Linked DNA regions of Mus musculus: regions 1, 2, 3, 5, 6 and 7 are each linked to region 4. Evidence: chromatin contacts called from public promoter capture Hi-C data. All regions are on one chromosome and are shown on one strand. Each heading gives the region's core, a stretch centred on a gene start, on an enhancer-like site or on the middle of the called end of the contact. The rest is flanking DNA. Distances are from core to core; before and after follow the strand shown.

Region 1 (2,700 bases), core at 61-2,560, 2.3 Mb after region 4:
CGGCAACCGGCACTCACAGATATGTGTACGATCTGTACACATATGTGTACACCACCCCATGCCTCTGAGAGGATCAGCCTGGTGAACCGCAACTGGCAGGTAATCAGGGTAGAAGGCAGTGCCCTGAGCACTGTAAGAAGCAGAGAGCCCATAGTTTATGAAAGACTTTCTCTCTTTAAGAAGTCAAAAACATGATCTACAAACTTTTAAGTTATTTATCAATTATTGAAATAAGCATTTTTTGAGGAGGCAAAAAAAAATCTATCAAATGAAAATACAGTATTCAAATTATATGGAAGCTGTTAAAAGAAAACCTACCCAGGCTGCACACGTGTCCGCTGTCCCTGTGGGTCTACCTGCAGGCCCGCTCAGGAACCAGAGAGATGAAGGGCAAGGAAGATCCAAGACAGACTAGCGATTTTCAGAGAAAGAGACCAAATCTGCTCACTGTAGAAACCCTGAGGGGTTAGGAGCCTATAGCCCGGGGATATTCCTTGGAGATTAAGCAAGACCCAGTCAAACCAGGTTCCACACAGACACACCTTTTGTTAATCTGAGTTCAAAGTCTAGCCACAAACCGAGGATCTGGGTCATCCCTATTGGATTTCTCTTGCACTAGTTAAGTTTCACTGTTCTTTCTTTGAAAAGAAAAGCATGCTAAAGTAGCGGGAGATGAAGGCTGAAGGGAAGCGGTCCACGATTTAGGGAGAGGCCCCGGGCGCAAAGCCCTGACCCGAGCTGGCCGCCCTTTCAGGAGCAGACATAGGCACCTAGAGCGCGCCCATACCCGGGATCAGGCTGCCCGGGAGCACTGGAGCCAAGTTCTGGGAGCCCTAAACTCCAAAGTCACCCGCCCTCGGTGGAGATGGAGTTGCAGATGCGGTTCCCGGGCATCCCAGGGAGACCGCGGTTAGATCCATCGGGTCCACGGGCGGTCCTGGGTCGGTGCAGCCCCGCAGCGCTCAGCGGGGATCGCGGCATCTCGAGCCCCGGCAGCCGCCGCCCCTTCCTCCCGCGCGGGCTGGACCGCGGGCCTGAGCGGGGATCGCTCCCCTGGGCGCCGAGGACGCGGCCCCGACAACCCGCCCGTCTGCACCCCAACTCCGTGCACCCCGGACGCGCCCTGCATGGTGGGGCGCGGCTCCCTTACCGTGCAGCGGCTCCGGGCGGCTCCTCGGCCCCGCGGCGCGCGGGGCATTTTTTTCTGGGAAACTTCTCTCTGGGTCCGCAGGGCTGAGCCGGGGCGGGCAGGAAAAGCGCTCCGCGCCGGGAGGCTGCGACCATCCGGGAACTTCGCCGAGATGTGCGCCCTCCCCCTCGGCCCGCGTCCTCCCCCTACGGCCCCCGCCACACGCGGACGCCGAGGCAGCCGCTGGCCCTTCGCCCTTCGCCCTCGCCGCGCCCTGACTTCCGAGGCCGGCGGGACCGGAGCCTGGGCTGGGCTCTCCCCGGGGCGGAGGCCGAGGGGTCCGGACCTGCGTGCGCCCAGGAGCCGGACCTGGAAGGGATACCCAACCCAAGACGCTGTCCCTAGAAACTACCCGGGCCTCCGAGTGGGGTGCTCTCCCCCCAACACAGGGAAAGCCTTTTCCGGTCATCTCCACTCCGCTCCCGAATCAGAGGGCGCCCCCCGCTTTGAGAAACTTAAAAGTTTCCATTCACTGTAAAAACTGGCTTCTAAGATGGAGTGGCCCCACTGAAGCCCAAGGGCCACGCGCGTCCCCAATCCCCGCCCACTGGGAGCGCACAGCTCTTCCCAGGGTAAGGTGCCTATCGGTTGGGATTCTTGGAATCTTTTTTTTTTTTTTTTCCACCGACTTCTGCAAACATAGAAAGATCAAGAGCCGAGCGAGTATAAGGAGAAACCCGAGGCCCTTTCACATGGCTCTTGCCAGTTCTCAAAAACACCACTATCAGGCCTTAAAGGCAAGTTAACACTGGGATGACACATTAGAACATATACATTTGAAAGACAAAGACAGTTATGGTCAGTATAACTACTGGACCGGATAGTAAAGCTACCGAGACGACGTAGCTCTCTGGGTAAAGGCAGGGAAGCTTTGAAAGATGCACCTCAGAATGTGGCATCTAGAATGCCTCGGCTTCAGGCTTTCTGTGCTGAGTTGTCCCTATGTGTGCAGTCTCTGTGACATGCTTCTGGCGGATACGATAATCCTGGAAAGACAGCGACAGGGCCACCTCTCCTAAACTCTTATTAGCGTTTTTTTTTGTTTTTTTTTTTGTTTGTTTGTTTGTTTTTTTTTTTTTTTTGGTAGGAGTCTCTAAATGCACTCTTTCCTTTTTGTTTTGTTTTTGTTATTTTTAGGTCTCACCATGAATTCCAGGATGGTTACAAACTCCCACTGTTAACTGTATTCGTCTAAGGTCTATGCTATATTTGCCTTTTATGTATGTATTTATTTAATGTGTACAAGTGGTTTGCCTGCAAATATATCTATCTGTATCATGTGCTTGCCTGGTGCCACAGAGGCCATAAGAAGGTGTGGGATGCCCTGATAATGGAATTACAGACGGTTGGGAGCTACCACGTAGATGCTGGGAATCTAAGTGTCCTCTGTTAAGAGCAGCAAGTGCTCTTAACCGCTGAACCATTTTCTCCAGTTCTGGCGCATTGAGTTTGGATCTTTTCCTGGGTTAGCAGTGTGTGGTAAATATTCCTTCTTGTTGCTTGACAACACA
Region 2 (2,700 bases), core at 32-2,531, 2.1 Mb after region 4:
GTGGTAGTTGATTGCAGTGGCTTCCACCTGTAATCCCAGCATGCGGGGGTGGGGGTTGGGGGTGGGGGCAGGGGGTTGGAGGCAGAAGGACAAGGAGTTCAGGGCTATCCTCCCTAGACAGCAAGTTTGAAGCCAGCTTAGACTGCAGGAGATCCCACCTCAAATAGAGGCTATGAAACACATAAAGAAATACACTCGTGGGGATTAGGAGTACTACAAAATAAACAGAACAAGACTTTTGGGGTCAAGGAGTAAGGCTGAGATCTGGCAAGCCCTCCCCACTCCCAAGGGACTTAAAAACCTAAGTAACTATATTTGCAGATAACCAGTGTTAGCATTTCTTGCACTTTCTTCCACAGATATCCTAATGTACATGCATGCTAATATATACATTCTTTAGATGTATGGTAATATACAGGACCCACAACTGGTTTGGAAACAAAAGCGAAATATATTCTCATAAGTTTGTGTACTTTTGAGTACTTGAGTACTTTTCTTAACACACAGTGCTAAGCCTTCATTTCGAGTTTCTAGTCATTGGCCATACTATCTCATCTAATCTCCCTAAAATTTTTACAAACTAGGGCAACTGACACTGATAATTCTTGATCAACAGTGTACGAGGCTAATGCTCACATCATTGACTATTTTGTGCGAGGCCTCAGGGCTACATGTAACTGTACTGAACTAAGAATCCAAAGCCCAAGCACTCTCCCGTCGCCATTCTTTGGCGCTGTAATTCTCGCCACGGCCCTTCTGTGTCCAGCAACTGGTTGCCCTGTGATTGTTTAAAACGCTCAACTTGAACGCAGCCATCAGAAACACACTACGGGATGGAGAGTGAGCAGAGGGAGGATTTCTGCCAGAAGATCTCCGTTAAGCAGGAGTCTCGACCCAGAGCAGAGTTCACCGGCTTGGGGCTGTAGGAGACGGATCCTGAACGGACAGTGTTATCAAACCATGCGTGGGTCTCCCCACTGACTGACAGGCGGGACTTGGGGGATCATTCCTGCAAGGGGGAAAGATCGACGACTCCAGCCGTGAGGAGGATACGACCCTCCCAGGGAGCTTAGCAATCTCTGCCCTCTCCGGATGCCTTTACTCACCTTCTTGATGTTGGATTTGGACGCAGGATGGAAGTCCTTCTTACACATGAAATTGGCGAATGACTTCCCCATCTTGGCGTCTGAGTCGGAGAAGCCAACCGCTAGGTCTTCTCGGAACGTAAACAAACTCCCGGAGCTTCACCGGAACTGCTAGGCAAGTTTGGGCGAGAACTTCCGAGGTCGGGAGGATGACTACTTCCGTGGTTTGACGCTTGGCACCGCCCCTCTTGCTCTCTTCCGGCAGTCGCTTCTGGTGGCTGCCGCGGCTTTGGCGGCGTCCGCGCGTGCGCAGCAGAGGTAAGCTTGGGGAACCCCCTGTGCGCGATGCTCGCTCTCTGCGGGGTCGCGAGCGGCGGCGGGCTCTGCTGCGTCAGCTTCGATCCGAGCGCGGTCAGCCCGAACAAGCGAGGTCTCGAGGTTCGAGCCCAGCACTTTCTGGCAACGCCGACTCCAGTTGCAAAAAAATTTTCTTTTGCCGCGCAGTTCCCATGTAGATTAAGTTGTCTCCCGGCAACTGTAGGACGTTTGTGAGCCTCGGAAGATTGGTGTTACCAAAAGCACGGGAATAGACTGTTAGAAGCTCAAGAACCTAGGCTCTTCCTTTCCAATTACTGTTAAGGTTTAATAATAATTATAATAATAATAATAATATTATTATTATTATTATTATCATTATGTATACCTCGCCATGTAGCATTGGTTGCCCTTGAACTAACAGATCCGTCTGCCTTTGCCTTCCCAGGCCTGGGATTAAAGGCCTGCGCCACTACACCCAGCTCCCTTCCGTTATTTCTAGCCATGCAGAAGTTTGCTCAGCAAACATCGTGAATGATGAGAACATGTTAGGGCCAACGACTTTCTCCCTGGGTGCGGGTTTCTTAGCTGTTGCCGCCATCCCAGTTTCGGGTAAGCAAGGCTTAGTCCACTGAGGATAGTCACTTAGTCTGGTGAGGATAAGAATGCCAAGGTACAACGGATGTCAGCTTTCATTTGGGTGTTGGCTGTGTGCCAGTTTTTTGTTTTTTTATCTTGTGTTATTCGTGGCGCGGTCCACGTAACGCTCAATCTTCAATTACAGGCATGCACCACCAAGCTGGGTTTTCACCTTCTAGGTGGTGTTTTAATAATTATTTACTTATTTATTTTAATACTGACGGGCCTGGAAAAAAGGAGAATTAATAGCCTGCCTAAATTATGTGTTGGAGTAGCTAACTTTGGAGCACAGTAAGCAGGAGATCAAGAAATTTAGAGGGGCGACACAAAAGAAAAACTGGTACGTCTTCCCATCTTTGAGATGGAGAAGACCCTTTACTTGTTCCATGGTGAACTTGTTTCTTGAGTCATTTTGAGACATAGGCTAGCTTTAAACTCTAGCTCATCCTGCCGAGTCCTGAGATTGCAGGTGGGCTATCATATCCTGCTTTGCTTTCCTTTCAATAAAACATTTATTGTATTTATATTTTTTATTTTGTTTTAAAATATTTAGGATGCTCCCATATAAAACTATGCTAAGAATTGGTTCTTCCTGTTTGTTTTTTTTCAGGGTTTCTCTGTGTAGCTCTGGGTGTCCTGGAACTCACTCTGTAGGCCAGGG
Region 3 (2,700 bases), core at 62-2,561, 2.7 Mb after region 4:
TGGCGCTAAATGAGTAGTATTCCTGGAACGGTTATTACTTGACAATGGCCAAGGGTTAAGAATTTCTTCAAACAGGACAAACTGAGCTCAGAACAGTCCGTGTTTGGTCAGATGTTAAAAACAGCATTACCTGCATCTGGTGTGAACGTGTCCCTAGTTTATAATCCCCAAGAAACTGTGACTTCCACAAGGTAAACTAGGTATTAGTCGATGGGCCTAGAGTCTATCATGAGTATCCCTTTTACTCAATTATACTGGTGGTAGTTTTACTCGACCTTCCCAGTTTAAGAGTCTCCATTAAAGAAGAGACAATTTTATAATACCTATGTGCATAAAAATAGTTCCCATCTCCTCCAAGGTCTGGTTCAATGAGTGAGCATCCCGGGGAGACATACACACATCTCTCCCTACCTCTCTTCCTTGTCCCTGGGGTAATAAAAGGCACAGATTATTTTCCTACAAAAGCTCTGCAGAACACCGGTCGAAGTAAATGGGGTGTGGGGGGGAATAGCAGAATCAACCTGCACCCACACCTCAGCCCCGCCCCACCTGGAAAGGGGGGGGTGGCGGCGGCGGGAGTGTGAGGGCGGCAGAAAGGACAGAAAAGGCCGAGACCACCAGCAGGTTCTCCATTACCATTGGCTCCATCACGTTCCACCGAGGCCAGAGACCCTTGCTTCCCAATCCTTCAACGCACCATCCCAAACCCTCGATCGCCCGAGTCCCCGGTGGGGAGCCCAGCGTGGGCCCTCTGGGCAGCGCGATCAAGGACTAGCGGCGGGGGTCTCCCCGACAGATGGGCGGATCCGAAGGGCGCCTCGGGGACCTCTCAAGTGACCACACCAGAGGAGAAGTCGGAGGGAGGGGTCGGAGAAGAGCCGTTATTCCTTCTCGCTCAGGCTTGGGAAAGCGCGCGAGGGAGGGGCCGGCCGGAGCCGCAGCGCGTTACCTAACGGTCCGGTCGCTCCGCCAGACCAGAGGCGGCAACGCGGCCACCGCCGTCCGTAGGGTTGGGGTCCACAGCAGGGGCGCAAAAGGGGTGGGAGGCGGGGGGTGGAGACTACAGGCAGCGACGTCGCCATGTTAGCACCTTCTTCCTCTGCATCCCTACAACCTCCAAGCCCGTGGCCCTTCCACCATTACTCACCTTTCCAGGTCACTAATTCATGGTCCTGCCAGCCACCCGCGAGCCCGGAGGCCGGCCGTGTTTACAAACTAGCCCCGGAGGAGAGGGCTGAATCGCACTTTAAAGGCCACGGGCTCCCACAGGCTTCCGTCCTCTCTCGCGAGATCCGACTGACAAACCTTCTCCCCGCCCCACTCCCGGCATCCCTGCCGCTTTCTTCTTGCGCCCCTCCCCTTCACGCACACGCCCCTTCCTGCTTTCCACCGAGGGAGCGCCCGCGGGTCAGGTGACTCCGTCGTGCCTCGGAAAAAGGGCGGGTCTTCAGGAGGGCGGGGGCGGGGAGGCGGGAACCAAAGAACACTCGGACGCGAGTGATTGGGCGAAAAGCACGAAAGGCGGGAAGCAGGTCCAAAGGGGCGTGGCCAAGGTGCCCAAGGACCGTTGTTTCGGTAACCAGGGAACTGCAGAAAGCTGTGATTGGCAGCCGTCGGGAGGCGGGCACGAGAAGCTGCACCGGATCTGGGGCGCGCGCGCAGGTGGCGGAGGAGCGAGCAGGAGGGCGTGGGCGGTGTGAGAGAAGAAAGGTGAGGTCGGGGAGCCTAAAGGAGCCCAGCCCTGGCGCCGGATGTCTCTGTCGTATTGGTTTCTGACTTCGCTAGGGATATGAGACTATGAAGGGAGAAGCGCTTCTGGACCACTCTCCGTGTACCGAGAAGCCAGAGCTGGAGAGAGAGCTACGCTTAAGGTTTTGGAGAGTCGGGGTTTGCCAGTCATCACCTCCGCCCCCATGTGCACACTGAAGCAAAATAAGTCAGCCCTGCGTAGAAAATAGAAACCTTTTCTTAGAGAGTTCTTTGTTCGGATTTTACTAAGCCAGAACTGGAGCCGATCTTCCCCACCACCCTATGTCAAGTATATGGTATATTACATACGAGTATGTTCAAAGGCAGTGATCAAAAGGAAATACACCGTCTTCCACCCCCATGTCACCATATTTTAAAACAAAGCAACGATCTTTTTCCTAGAGAAAAATTCTTGTAATTATGAGTGTTTCTTTTATCAAATTTCCTTTACTTAGTTAGATATAAAAATACAAATTTCAGGGACCGAAGAGATGTCTCAGCGGTTAACAGTACTGGATGCGAGCCGGGCGTGGTGGCTCACGCCTTTAATCCCAGCACTCGGAAGGCAGAGGCAGACGGATTTCTAAGTTCAAGGCCAGCCTGGTCTACAGAGTGAGTTCCAGGACATCCGCAAGTAACCCTTAAGCCGTCTATAACTCCACTTCCAGGGTACCTGACGTAGAATTAAGAAATTAATTAAAATTATTAATTTCAATAGAATCACTTCATTCATTTAAAGCTTAAGAGATCGGTATTAATTTTTTTATTTTTTTAAATTTTCGAGGCAGGGTTTCTCTGTGTAGCCCTGGCTGACCTGGAACTCACTCTGTAGACCAGGCTGGCCTCGAACTCAGAAATCCGCCTGCCTCTGCCTCCCAAGTGCTGGGATTAAAGGCATGCGCCACCACGTCCGGTTTGGTTAATGTTTTAAGGAGGACTAAAGGACGCCAA
Region 4 (2,700 bases), core at 60-2,559:
TTAAACAATGTTCTTCCTGTCAGTTTTCTAGAAGATAAGAAAGTAATGCTTTGGTATTACCTTTAATATTTAGCAAATAACGCTTTAATACTTGGCAAATAATGCTTCAGATTATTCAAATAAATTCTTCAAGCCACATGCATCAGCCCATGCACTTCTGGTAAATTCTTATTTCAATTATTTTCTTTATATTAAAAATCTAACCAGATCCAATAGTATAAAATGCTTTCTTACCAAACACACTTTTTGGAGGAAACTATTCTGTTATAAAATACTAGAAATTATTTTTATGCTAATTATTTTTTTGTTTTGTTTTGTTTTGTTTTGTTTTTAGAGACAGGGTTTCTCTGTATAGCCCTGGTTGTCCTGGAACTCACTTTGTAGACCAGGCTGGCCTTGAACTAAGAAATCCGCCTGCCTCTGCCACTGTCTCCGGAGTGCTGGGATTAAAGGCGTGCGCCACCATGCCCTGCTTAAATTAATATATTTTTATTTAAAGATTTATTTATTTTATTTATACAAGAACACTGTAGCTATCTTCAGACACACCAGAAGAGGGCATCAGATCTCATTACAGATGGTTGTGAGTCACCAATGTGGTCGCTGGGAATTGAACTCAGGACCTCTGGAAGAGCAGCCAGTGCTCTTAACAGTTGAGCCATCTCTCCAGCCCCAATATATGTTTATTTTTGATCTTGTGTCACATGCTACAAGAATCCTCAATAATCCATGGCCCCTGCAAATCAATCTACGAGCACATGCCTATAAATAAACTTCTTAAAATGCCCTTTTCTCAGGTTCATTATGGAAAAACAGGACTTAAGATTTTGTTAATGTTGGGCCACAGACCTTAAGCAGCACATGCTGCATTGTAATCATTGTTCCACGGAAGAAAACACCTTCAATACAAACTCTGGAATGTTCTCATTAGCATTTTAAGGGCAGAAAGATGGCCTTGGTGCTGGGGACAGGAAAGCTAAGACTGACTACATATCCCAGCATTCCTTGCCTCTAGTGGGACCACAACTCCCACAGAGCTTCGCTCGCCCAGGCAGGGCGCCTGGTTGCCGGGACTTGAAGTTCTCTGGAGGTATTGAGGGCTCCGCCCCAGGATGTGAGGTGTGGTTGTCCAGCTTTTGCCAAAGCGGAAACGCTTCGGGCCCCGGGCCGGTGTATCTGTTTCAACCGGGAGATTCTGTTTTACAAAAGGTAAGTCACGGAGAGGCCGCCCCTCTGCGCTGGGCGGCAAAGACTCTGATTCTGTGTGAGACCGCGTCTCGGCGCAGCCATTTGTCCCTCGGCTCTCGCCGTAGCGGCCGCCGCCCATCCCTCTTTGTGTGCTTGGGACGCCGCGGATCTGCGGCGGCGACAGTTGGAGAGGGACGTTCCCGGGAAGTTACCGGCCAGAGAAAGCGATCTCCACTCCGCCACCTGACAGGTCGGTCGGCCGCGCTTCCTTCAAGTCCCTTTTGCCTCTGATGGCCGCTTTGGAGCTCGTAGGGCCGCCCGGCCGATATTCTGACAGCGCCGGCCCGGGTGACTCAAAGCGGCCTGGGGAGGCCACCAGGGCCCTTGGCAACCCTTCGGGACCCTCCGCAGGCGGCCTGGACCCTCGGGATTTGTCCTGCACCCGTCTGGTGGACCTCGGACACACCCCAGCCCGGACCGCACCCTCTTGGCCTTAAGCCTAGGGAGAAAGTAATTCCTTAAGCTTTGCTTGGTTTTTATTAATAAAGATCACTACTACTTGGGTCAGTAGCAATGACCAGGCACCTAGCGTGTGTGTTGGAGGTCTCTGAACACTGTGATTGTAAACATCATTCTAGACACTTTCCTTTTTCCGGAGTTTTAAGAAAATGAACCTGTCAGTCACGGAGCAGAGGCCCTGACCTGTCTGATAATGAGGGAGCTAACTGATCGCCCGTGCTTCAGCGGGACAAAATAGTTAGAGTTGAAGGAAGAAGTATTTCTTCAAACTAGATTCCAGGCAGTATTGGTATATTGTTGACAATTGGTCCTAAACAGAAAATAATATGTATTATTTATCATACATAATACAAAAAAAAATCATACAGAGTGATGTGTATGGAAACTTTCTTCAACAGCCCTTACAGTATGAAGCTTTTTAGAGACCTGAAAAGAGTGGGTGAAGAAACACGAGCTTTGCTTTGCGAGTTTGTTCAAATGACTTGGTTGGGAGTATATATAAGAGTGTATATTCTAGCTGCATATGTATCAAAAGATGGCCTAGTCGGCCATCACTGGAAAGAGAGGCCCATTGGATACGCAAACATTGTATGCCCCAGTACAGGGGAACGCCAGGGCCAAAAAGGGGGAGTGGGTGGGTAGGGGAGTGGGGGTGGGTGGGTATGGGGGACTTTTGGTATAGCATTGGAAATGTAAATGAGCTAAATACCTAATAAAAAATGGAAAAAAAAGTGTATATTAAAGGGATTTCCTGTTACTTGCTCACTAGTTTTTGCCCACTGTCCTGTCTTTCTGAAGTACGCTACCAAGAATTCTCCCTTTTTCATTTACATAGAAGAATGTTTTTCATTTTCATAGATGAATTTTTCCTCCTTACCAAATTTGCCCTTAATCCAACTTTATTGTGATCCTAAGAGATTCCTAGACTTTTCAAGAGGTTATTAACCCAGTTTCCTTAATCAAAAGCATTTAATCCTGCAGTTGTATGGAGAG
Region 5 (2,700 bases), core at 110-2,609, 2.0 Mb before region 4:
ACGGTTTTTATACTCCAGAATCATCTCAGTCATCCTCTCTTCTTCCTTTAATTTCAAAGACATCTTTTCTGAAAGACAAATTACAAGAGATATTTGAATCCCGCTGAAATAACAGTAAAAAATAAATAAGGTCAGCAAAATCCACAAGTTAGGAGTTAAGGGCTGGCAGTACCTGAAAACGCTTTCATGGAGTCCTTGAAGGCGTCTCTAAGTCCCAGCACTTGACTATGATTATCATCGAGTCTGTTTCTGAACTTATCCCCAAATTCATTGATGCTTTGATTTAAGAGTGCCAATTCGTCTTCACCCATTATGTTTTAAGACACTGCAAAACAGAGCACAAAGCTGTATTTTAGTTGCTATCGACACCAAATAAGCCACATTTTCGAGTTTATGTCTGCAGGTTGACTTTGCTACAGAATGGTTAATAATTGAGCAACTCAGCTAGCATAAAGGCAGACTTTAATTCCAACATTTCCAGCTGGGGGCAGGAGAATCTGAGGTAAAGGTCAGCCAACGTCAGGACCAGTCTGATATACAAGAGACCTTTTCTAAATAAACACAACAGGGTGTGAACTAAACGCCTTTTTTCGCCTTTTGTCCCAGCACTGTCCCAGCACATCGGAGGCAGAGAGGCAGAGAGGCAGAGGAAGGTATTTGAGTTCAAAGATAGCCTGGTCAACATTGGGCCAGAACCTAATAAAATGTAAAATAAGATAAAAATAATCCACTAACAGTCCGGTAGTTAGCAACAGGATGATCCAAGCCAATTTGGGCTTAACTGTGGTGGATGTGCATCAATCTGTTCTGAAGGCATGAAGGGAGGTGGAGGAGAGGAAAGAATATGACCAAAACAAGGTTGCACGAAGCTTTCAAGTCATGTTTTAACAGGACCCCGGTGTCACTCCGCTTCTCCTAAAGGACCTGCTCGCAGGCAACGAGACCGAGACTCGAAGAGGTTGGGGGACAGACAGACCTGCAGGTTTTCTGCATCAGACCCCTGGCCGACTGCTCCGTCCACTCCTCCCCCTGCAGGGCGGAAGAGGGGAGTGTGATCGGGACCGAGCAGCGCCAGGACCCGAACTCCGCGGCTAACAGCGGACGCCCGCATTCCAGGCTCTGCGGACCCACGCCGACATGCCCAGGCCGGCTTCCCTCAGCCCGGGCGTGCGGTCGGCGAAGCCCCACAACCCTTCAAACGGCTCCCGACCTGAGCGGCCAGGAACGCCGCGGTCTCCACCAGACTGGACCTGTCCGGCAGGAACCAGCCCGCCGCTCTTCCGTCTGCTGCTCCCGGGTCTGCTGCTCCTCCAGCGCGCAGTCTTTCAATTTCAAACTCTCCACCGCCTGCTTACCCGCCCTTCAACTCCGTCTTCTGATTGGCTGACAGGGCAGACTCTCCGTGCAAGGATTGGTTGATATCGGCCTGCGGAATTCTCGCGGACAACTATGGAGCAGAGCATTCTGGGATTCGTAGTTCTTTGCTGAGACAGCTTGGGACGCGGTCTATAGTGAAGTAGAAGGGCTTGCCCCAGAATGAAGAAAAAAATGTAAAAATTGAAATTTAACTGCTTTCTTTTATGACATATACTTCCTTCTTCCTTGCACTCGTTTTATTTTGGAAATGACGGAAAATCCTCTTGAACAGACTCCAGTTATGATTGATTAGGCTGAAACATCCTGAAAGTTACCAAACTATTTACCCAAACTTAATGTTTGAATTTCCCAAGCTTTTCTAACATTGATTTATCGTGAGTATTTTACTTATTTAATTTTTATGTTTGAACGTGTTTACAGAAGGGGGCATCGGATCCCCTGGAACAGTTGTGAGCCACTGATAATCAAACTCCTCTCCTCTGCCTGAGGAGCAGACGCCCTGCAACTTTGAGCCATGTCGCCAGTCCTTCAGCTGTTGATTTTAAGACCTACTGGCAAAAACAAGCTCCTGGATCTCGCAGAACTTCAAACTGAATGGGATCAGAACACTGTATACTAAAGTAACCGGTGCTCCCTGAAGAGAGACAGATGGAAGCCACCAAGTTATTAAACATATAATTAAAAATACACATAATTTTAAAAAATAGTAAAGATTTTAAGCTAAGATTTGTTAGAAGACAACTTCACAGATGAAACAGACTTGCTAACTACATCTTTCTTTGTAAAACTGAGAAAGATAGGGAATTGAGAATATGCCCTTTAAAGAAAAGGAACTTGAAGTGTGGTGGCACACGCGTTTAATCCCAGCCCTTGGAAGGCAGAGGCAGGCGGATTTCTGAGTTCGAGGCCAGCCAGGTCTACAGAGTGAGTTCCAGGACAGCCAGGGCTACACAGAGAAACCCTGTCTTGAAAAACCAAAAAAAAAAAAAAAAAAAAAAAAAAAGAAAGAAAAAAGAAAAGAAAGAGAAAACAAGGAACTTGAGATGGTCAATATTAAAAAAAAATTATTGTTATTTTCATCTTTGATTATGATAATTGTTTCTGAAAATAACCCTTTGCTTGTAGACCATACTAATATTTCTTTGATTCCCTTTAAGCATCCAAATGCCAACTATAAGATTAAGCTACCAGATTATGGCTATTTTATCCCCAAGTGGTGCACGCCTTTAATCCCAGCACTCAGGAGGCAGAGGCAGATGGATTTCTGGGTTTGAGGCCAGCCTGGTCTACAGAGTGAGTTCCAGGACAGCCAGGGCTACACAG
Region 6 (2,700 bases), core at 17-2,516, 2.2 Mb after region 4:
GAAGACCATGGGTTCAAGCCCAGCTACAAAGAAAAGCCAGCCAGGACTTAAATTAGCAGCTGTCTCAAAATAAGGAAGGGAGAAAAAAAAAAACTAAAAATAACTCTGAAGTTTTATCTCATACCATTTTAAACATGAAAACAAAACAAAACGAAAAACCGCTTCTTATGCACATTTTAAGATTAACAAGAACCACAACAAAGGAAGTTTTAAAAATGTCATCCAGTCCTTTAAACTACAAAAACAAGACTTGTTGCAGAACAAACAAGTTGTCCTATCACTGGAAAAGCCAATTCACTGGGCCAGACACTAGAAAACGAAGTATACAAACCATCTAGTCGCATTACATCTGACTTAGATAACATGACCAAAGCACTGAAATTGTAGGTTAAATGCTATTAAGTTCAAATGTGCTGCAGTACTGACTTGAAAGAAAAAGCTTTAAACTGAGGCTGTTCTCTTCTCAAACACTCCTATCCTTTAGACAGGAGAAAAGCCTAATGCCTTGCAGCACTATAAAAAGCACTCTTCAACATCAACAGGCACTCCAGTCACTGCCTTTTCCCTTGTCAATCTGCAGGATCAGACTTTGGCCCGCCAAGATAAGGAGTGCAGAGTCCCTGACCAAATAGATGATACCGAGGGCAGCTGACACCCGTGGAAGTGGAAAGCCAGGGCATGGGAGTCACAACGTCAGGTGCTCCGTAAAGAAGTATGGGAGAAAATTTGGCGCAAAGATCCCGAGGTGCTCAGGAGGGGCAGACACGAAGGCCACCTTGGGCTAAAGTAAAAAGTCCGAGATGACAATGTGAGCACACGTGCAACGGGGTGCTTCGCACCCTGGGGACCGCAGCTCTGGCACCAGAGGGGACAAGTCGTCCCTTGTGAGCAGACCATCTCCAGTGTTCCCGCAGGTTTCAGGCGCAGGCTCTGTGGAGCAGAGGCGGACAGGCGCAGCAGCTAGCCGAGGCGCCAGGGCAGCCTGGCGCTGCCCACTGGTCCGGACCCCAGGGGCAGGGGCCATTGCAAACGCAACTGGGGCTCATCTCACCTGCTAGGTCTGCAGCTCCGGCTGCAAGGAGAAGGAAGCCGATGCTCACAGAGGGCCAAGCAGCGAGCACACCGCCGTCATCTCCCGCCCCGAACCCTCTTGTAGCGGCGTGTGCCAGCGGCAGATGCCCAACCACGTTCCGAGAAAGGGAGGGGTGAGCCGCTGCGGTCCTGTCAGCTACCTTAGGCGTCTGCAGCCCGGTGCCTCCTCCCCGCCTCCGCCCCGCCTTCAGGCTCCGCCCCTGGCCTGGAGGTCAGAGAAGCCGGTCTCCATTCTGCCGTGAGGCCCCGCCCCCAAGCTCAGGACATGGCCCCGCCCCGCCCAAGGCCCCGCCTCCAGCATGGAGGTCCGCGTTTCAAATCTCCACCCCGCCGTCAGGCCACACCCCTAAGCTCCAGTGCTACACTGCACTCCGCCCTGGGGCTCCACCCCAAGGCCCCGCCCCTAGCCAGAAGGCCCGAATGCGGGTCTCCACCTCGCCTTTAGGCCCCGCCCCCAAGGACAAGCGACACCGCTCCACCCCCGGTGCCCGAGGCCACACAGCCCAGTCCCTGCCCTTATGCTTCGCCTCCGCCAAAGCCACTTGGCCGCCGGTCTCCCGTAGCTGTACTTCCGGCTTTTCTCTTCCCACAAGATGGCGGCCGGGTGGGGATTGGCAGTATTGGTTTCCTCCGCCTCTGCTCAGACTCAGGAAGGCCTGTCATCATTTCGGTTAACCTCAGCTTCCAGTAATCCTGTCAATTCCTCTCCTGGTTAGCCTCGTCATTGCATAGTATAGAGTTATAAATGCAAGGATGTGAGTTCAAACCCTGCCTTCTACCTTTCCCAAGCTAGCATGATCTTGACCTTCCTAAATCAAAAGAGATTAAAATATAAGCTTTAGTTGTGTGCTTGATTTAGAATACATTGCCAGCAGCGACTGCTTCTTTTTCTGTTGTGGAGGAACTCTGGCTGTATGCTCTTAGTTTACAGACAGGAATCTCCTAGTATTCTCGGAAGTCTACTGGGGCTTCTCGAAGTCAACGTGTGAAAATGAAGACATTTTCTGAAACAAAAAATATTTCTAATTTAAAGCCTGATCTCAGTGATTTTGTAAGTATTTCTTAAAAAGAAATCTTGCTTTGCAAATTTTACTGTTTTGTCTGGCCACTACTATGTCCTATTAATCTGTGCAGTTTTAGTACAAAGTACAGTACTATTTGCACCTTTAAATTAAGTTACTATATGGTTTACTAAGAAAATAAAAGCCGGGAAGGGAGATGGGATGGGGGAAGGGGGTTCCGAGGGAAAATGAGGAAAGGGGATAAAATTTGAAATGTAAATAAAGAAAATATGTAATAAAAAATGGGAAAAAAAAAGAAAAGAAAAGCCAAGAGCTGGCTTAAGGATATGAAGCCTAAGGAAAGGTGAGCAGAATTGAAACTATTTTTTAAAATGTAGCTTACTCCCTTTTGGTTCATTTTTTGTCTTTCTCACTTTTAACTATTAACCTAACTGCAAAAAAAAAAAAAAAAAAAAAAACAATACATCTGTTATCTCAAGGCTAAATGGATTCCTGCCTTGAAACTATGAACATTAGTCAAACTAAATATTTAGTGAACTTTGACTTTTAAAGGATTATTGAAAGACAGGCCTAGAAAGGAAAGTTA
Region 7 (2,700 bases), core at 151-2,650, 2.1 Mb after region 4:
TAGTTCAAAAGCTGCCTCTGGCTACCCTGGAAAAGACAAAAGTAATGCCCAGAAACAGGAAACCCTCCAGCGGCGGCGCCTTGCGATGCGTGAGGACACCTCTTTTTACACCAAGGTCCAGAGAGGCTTTGAAGATGCTTCCAGCTTGCAGAAGGCGGAGGCGCCCACGTGTGGCCTGGCTTTCGCAGACTCTCTCGGTGAAGGCTCCGGAGAGGTCCTCCAAAGGCTGTGTCAGCAGGGTGCCTGATGAAGATGAGCCTTCCTTTGGAGTCCCTTGGCCCTGAAGACGGAGTTTCTAGGCCCTAGCAGTCTGCAGTGGAGATAGTTTGAATCTGAAGCAAGAAAAATGACTCTATAAACATCCCCTAAAACTCGACTTCAACCTGAAATCCGACATGCAAATCTCCACCGGGTTAAACAAACAGCGGTGCAAGCTGCAGCTTCGGCGGGGGTGGCGGTGGGGGGGCGGACGCCGCTCGCGCCGGTCTCCGTTTCCAAAGTTGTTACAATGTGAAAATAAGCGGCTTCGTGCAGAGTGTTGTATGGGCTGATGCTTCCCACCCCCACGCCAGCCCCCAGAAAAACCTGGCAGATAATCAGCACGTCCCACTGTTTAGTCATATTTGACAACTGGGTTAACCTGGTATCTAGGCGCTGGCGAAGCCATACAAAGGGTGCCCTCAATTACCACCAGGAGCTTCTGGTGTGATAGGCACTTGTATTACCCCCTGGGTCAGAGGCCAGAGCGACAATTAGGAAGTCACTTAGACCGCTGGAGGGAAATGGCGGGATGCAGCAGGCTCTGGGCTCTCCTAACAAGTCTGTGGGTGTAGACCTGCCTGGAGAGGCCCAGCTGTCCTTTGCGCCCTCTGCTCAATAGGACTCTGAGTATAAAAAGAGTACGGTGGGAGCAGGAATCTGGGAAAACGACCACGACAAGGATAAATCCATCGCAAGAGTGATGGCTACAAGTTCAAGTTCTTCGCAGCAACAACGTGTACACACAAAGTGAACGCAGACCATTTCTGCTTGTGCCCTAGGCCGGGGTGTCCCTCTCCTGCTTCTTTCCCACAAGTGGAGAGTGAAGACTGTCAGCCCTACGTAGCAAGGTGGCCAGGGTGGTGGGAGTGGTGGGGGCCTGCGGCTTGGTCTCAACAGTACTTAAACCTGGCTTGGTACGTGAGTGTGTGTAAATTTTTAATTGCACTGTAATTTCTTCTGTCCCTAGCCCGCCCCCCTCCCACCCACGCCCGCAGACTTGACTGGCACGCGCCAGGAGCCCGGGCTCGGGCCCCTCGGAGCGTCTGATTGGCTGCGGGGCAGCTCCCGTCTGCTCTGCCTGCGCCCTCATTGGGCGAGAGGCGCAGCCAGCGGCACTTCAAAGCGGGTGCTCCTCGCACTTAGGCTGAGTTTTGCCGGCGGGAGCCCAGAGTCCGCTCGGCGCGAGCGCGGGACGCGGGAGCCGCGCGGGACCTGAATCGTGATTCCCAGCAGCCGCCAGGCTTAACACCGCTCCGGGCCTCGCCGCGCAGCCCAAAACCTGCTATGGCCACGTCTATACTTGGGGTAAGTGAAAAAGACTCGCTGCAAAGGCTTTGCTCATTTTTGTTTGTTTTGTTTTTGTGTTGTTGGTGGTGGTTTTTTGTTTTTGTTTTGTTTTCTTATGGCTTCTCTGGGCCAGAATCTCTCAAGAAACTGTTGCTATACCACAGCTCTGGTTTCCTTTTAGCATTTTCTACATTTCTGGAACCGATCTTTTCAAGTTATTGGAACCTGGGACCTTTTGCCTTTGCAAGAAAAGAATGTCTTAAGCAAGTTCCCTTTTAACTGGTTTTTGAGGCAAAGCCGAATGTTTCTTTTCTTCCCTTCTTGATTTTAACATCACTCCCCCACTCCCAACCCCACCCCCCGCCACTTGGTTTGGGGGTTGTTGCATTACATTACAGTGTTTTCTGGAAAGTCTTGTTTTGCAGGCCACGAAGTTACATTAATAAACACTTACATTAGCGTGGCTCCCCAGTTTGCCCTTGACTTTGAAAGCCGCTTATACTTGGATTCTTTTTGTAATCGTGTGCGTTGTGTAAATATCAAAACTACGTTTCTGAACTATAAAAGAAAATAGCCAAGTCGTAGCCACTCATTCGAGGAATGTTCTAAGAGTTTCTTCCAGCACTGGGTGGCTGTTTTGGCCACCACCCCCCGCCCTCACCCGTTATTTCTTGTGTGTGTTTACCTTCGTGCTACACCCGGAAGGGCGACTTGGGAGCTTCTGGGAGATGAGCGGGCTTATGGCGTCAACCCAAGTCTGATTCTAGACAAGGGTGGCAGCGAACGAAGTGGCGAAAACCGAGGCATTTCTGATCTATAGTCTCACTGAGGAACAACTTTCCTACTCGCTCGTGGTCGCCTCTGTCCTGCGCGGGGCGCGGCGCGTCCCCCGCCAGCGTGCGGGGAGGAGGCGCGAGCCGGGGTGCCAGGGCCCTCCGGGATCTGCGCGGGGGGAACGAGGCTGCTCACCGGTGCACTTTGTGTCTTCCCCCACTTCTCCCTGCCCTCCTCCTCCTCCTCCTCGCTCCCTCCTTCACCCCACCCACTCTAGGAAGAGCCACGCTTCGGAACGACCCCGTTGGCCATGCTGGCGGCGACCTGCAACAAGATCGGCAACACGAGCCCCCTGACGACCCTGCCCGAGTCCAGCGC

Evidence for each region. Promoter capture Hi-C pulls out the DNA fragments that hold promoters and counts their contacts. Capture Hi-C pulls out chosen DNA fragments and counts their contacts.
Region 1: a contact with region 4 is called in a promoter capture Hi-C map of neutrophils, with 6 times the contacts expected there. The contact joins the promoter of Wipf1 here to the promoter of Dync1i2 in region 4. A contact is called at or near these places in 2 of 39 promoter capture datasets (neutrophils and pre-B cells).
Region 2: a contact with region 4 is called in a promoter capture Hi-C map of liver, with 6 times the contacts expected there. The contact joins the promoter of Cir1 here to the promoter of Dync1i2 in region 4. A contact is called at or near these places in 5 of 39 promoter capture datasets (the C10 cell line, hippocampal neurons, liver and 1 more).
Region 3: a contact with region 4 is called in a promoter capture Hi-C map of liver, with 4 times the contacts expected there. The contact joins the promoter of Atf2 here to the promoter of Dync1i2 in region 4. A contact is called at or near these places in 1 of 39 promoter capture datasets (erythroid cells), 1 of 115 datasets of contacts at active chromatin or transcription factors (astrocytes) and 1 of 9 other capture datasets (liver).
Region 5: a promoter capture Hi-C map of pre-B cells shows a contact between it and region 4, with 5 times the contacts expected there. The contact joins the promoter of Spc25 here to the promoter of Dync1i2 in region 4. A contact is called at or near these places in 2 of 39 promoter capture datasets (liver and pre-B cells) and 1 of 9 other capture datasets (liver).
Region 6: a contact with region 4 is called in a promoter capture Hi-C map of pre-B cells, with 2.9 times the contacts expected there. The contact joins the promoter of Gpr155 here to the promoter of Dync1i2 in region 4. A contact is called at or near these places in 5 of 39 promoter capture datasets (the 3T3-L1 cell line, hippocampal neurons, liver and 1 more), 1 of 115 datasets of contacts at active chromatin or transcription factors (astrocytes) and 1 of 9 other capture datasets (liver).
Region 7: a contact with region 4 is called in a promoter capture Hi-C map of liver, with 8 times the contacts expected there. The contact joins the promoter of Sp9 here to the promoter of Dync1i2 in region 4. A contact is called at or near these places in 1 of 39 promoter capture datasets (liver) and 1 of 115 datasets of contacts at active chromatin or transcription factors (astrocytes).

What each region holds. Positions count from the first base shown.
Region 1 is chr2:73,528,177-73,530,876 of GRCm38.p6, forward strand. It overlaps Wipf1 (WAS/WASL interacting protein family, member 1), which reads right to left and starts at 1,311. Exons shown (of 8, transcript NM_153138.4): 1 at 1,151-1,311.
Region 2 is chr2:73,311,311-73,314,010 of GRCm38.p6, forward strand. It overlaps Cir1 (corepressor interacting with RBPJ, 1), which reads right to left and starts at 1,282. Exons shown (of 10, transcript NM_025854.3): 1 at 1,107-1,282. The coding sequence starts at 1,178. Scrn3 (secernin 3) reads left to right here and starts at 1,342. Exons shown (of 8, transcript NM_029022.1): 1 at 1,342-1,403.
Region 3 is chr2:73,891,328-73,894,027 of GRCm38.p6, forward strand. It overlaps Atf2 (activating transcription factor 2), which reads right to left and starts at 1,312. Exons shown (of 15, transcript NM_001025093.2): 1 at 1,148-1,312. Gm10822 (a long non-coding RNA gene) reads left to right here and starts at 1,081. Exons shown (of 3, transcript XR_003953852.1): 1 at 1,081-1,412; 2 at 1,584-1,710.
Region 4 is chr2:71,210,637-71,213,336 of GRCm38.p6, forward strand. It overlaps Dync1i2 (dynein cytoplasmic 1 intermediate chain 2), which reads left to right and starts at 1,310. Exons shown (of 16, transcript NM_010064.4): 1 at 1,310-1,438.
Region 5 is chr2:69,204,854-69,207,553 of GRCm38.p6, forward strand. Spc25 (SPC25, NDC80 kinetochore complex component, homolog (S. cerevisiae)) reads right to left here and starts at 1,360. Exons shown (of 7, transcript NM_001199124.2): 1 at 1,211-1,360; 2 at 173-325; 3 at 3-68. The coding sequence starts at 311.
Region 6 is chr2:73,385,214-73,387,913 of GRCm38.p6, forward strand. It overlaps Gpr155 (G protein-coupled receptor 155), which reads right to left and starts at 1,267. Exons shown (of 17, transcript NM_001190297.2): 1 at 1,052-1,267. It overlaps Gm13707 (a long non-coding RNA gene), which reads left to right and starts at 1,637. Exons shown (of 9, transcript XR_866430.3): 1 at 1,637-2,143.
Region 7 is chr2:73,270,526-73,273,225 of GRCm38.p6, forward strand. It overlaps Sp9 (trans-acting transcription factor 9), which reads left to right and starts at 1,401. Exons shown (of 2, transcript NM_001005343.2): 1 at 1,401-1,566; 2 at 2,600-2,700. The coding sequence starts at 1,546.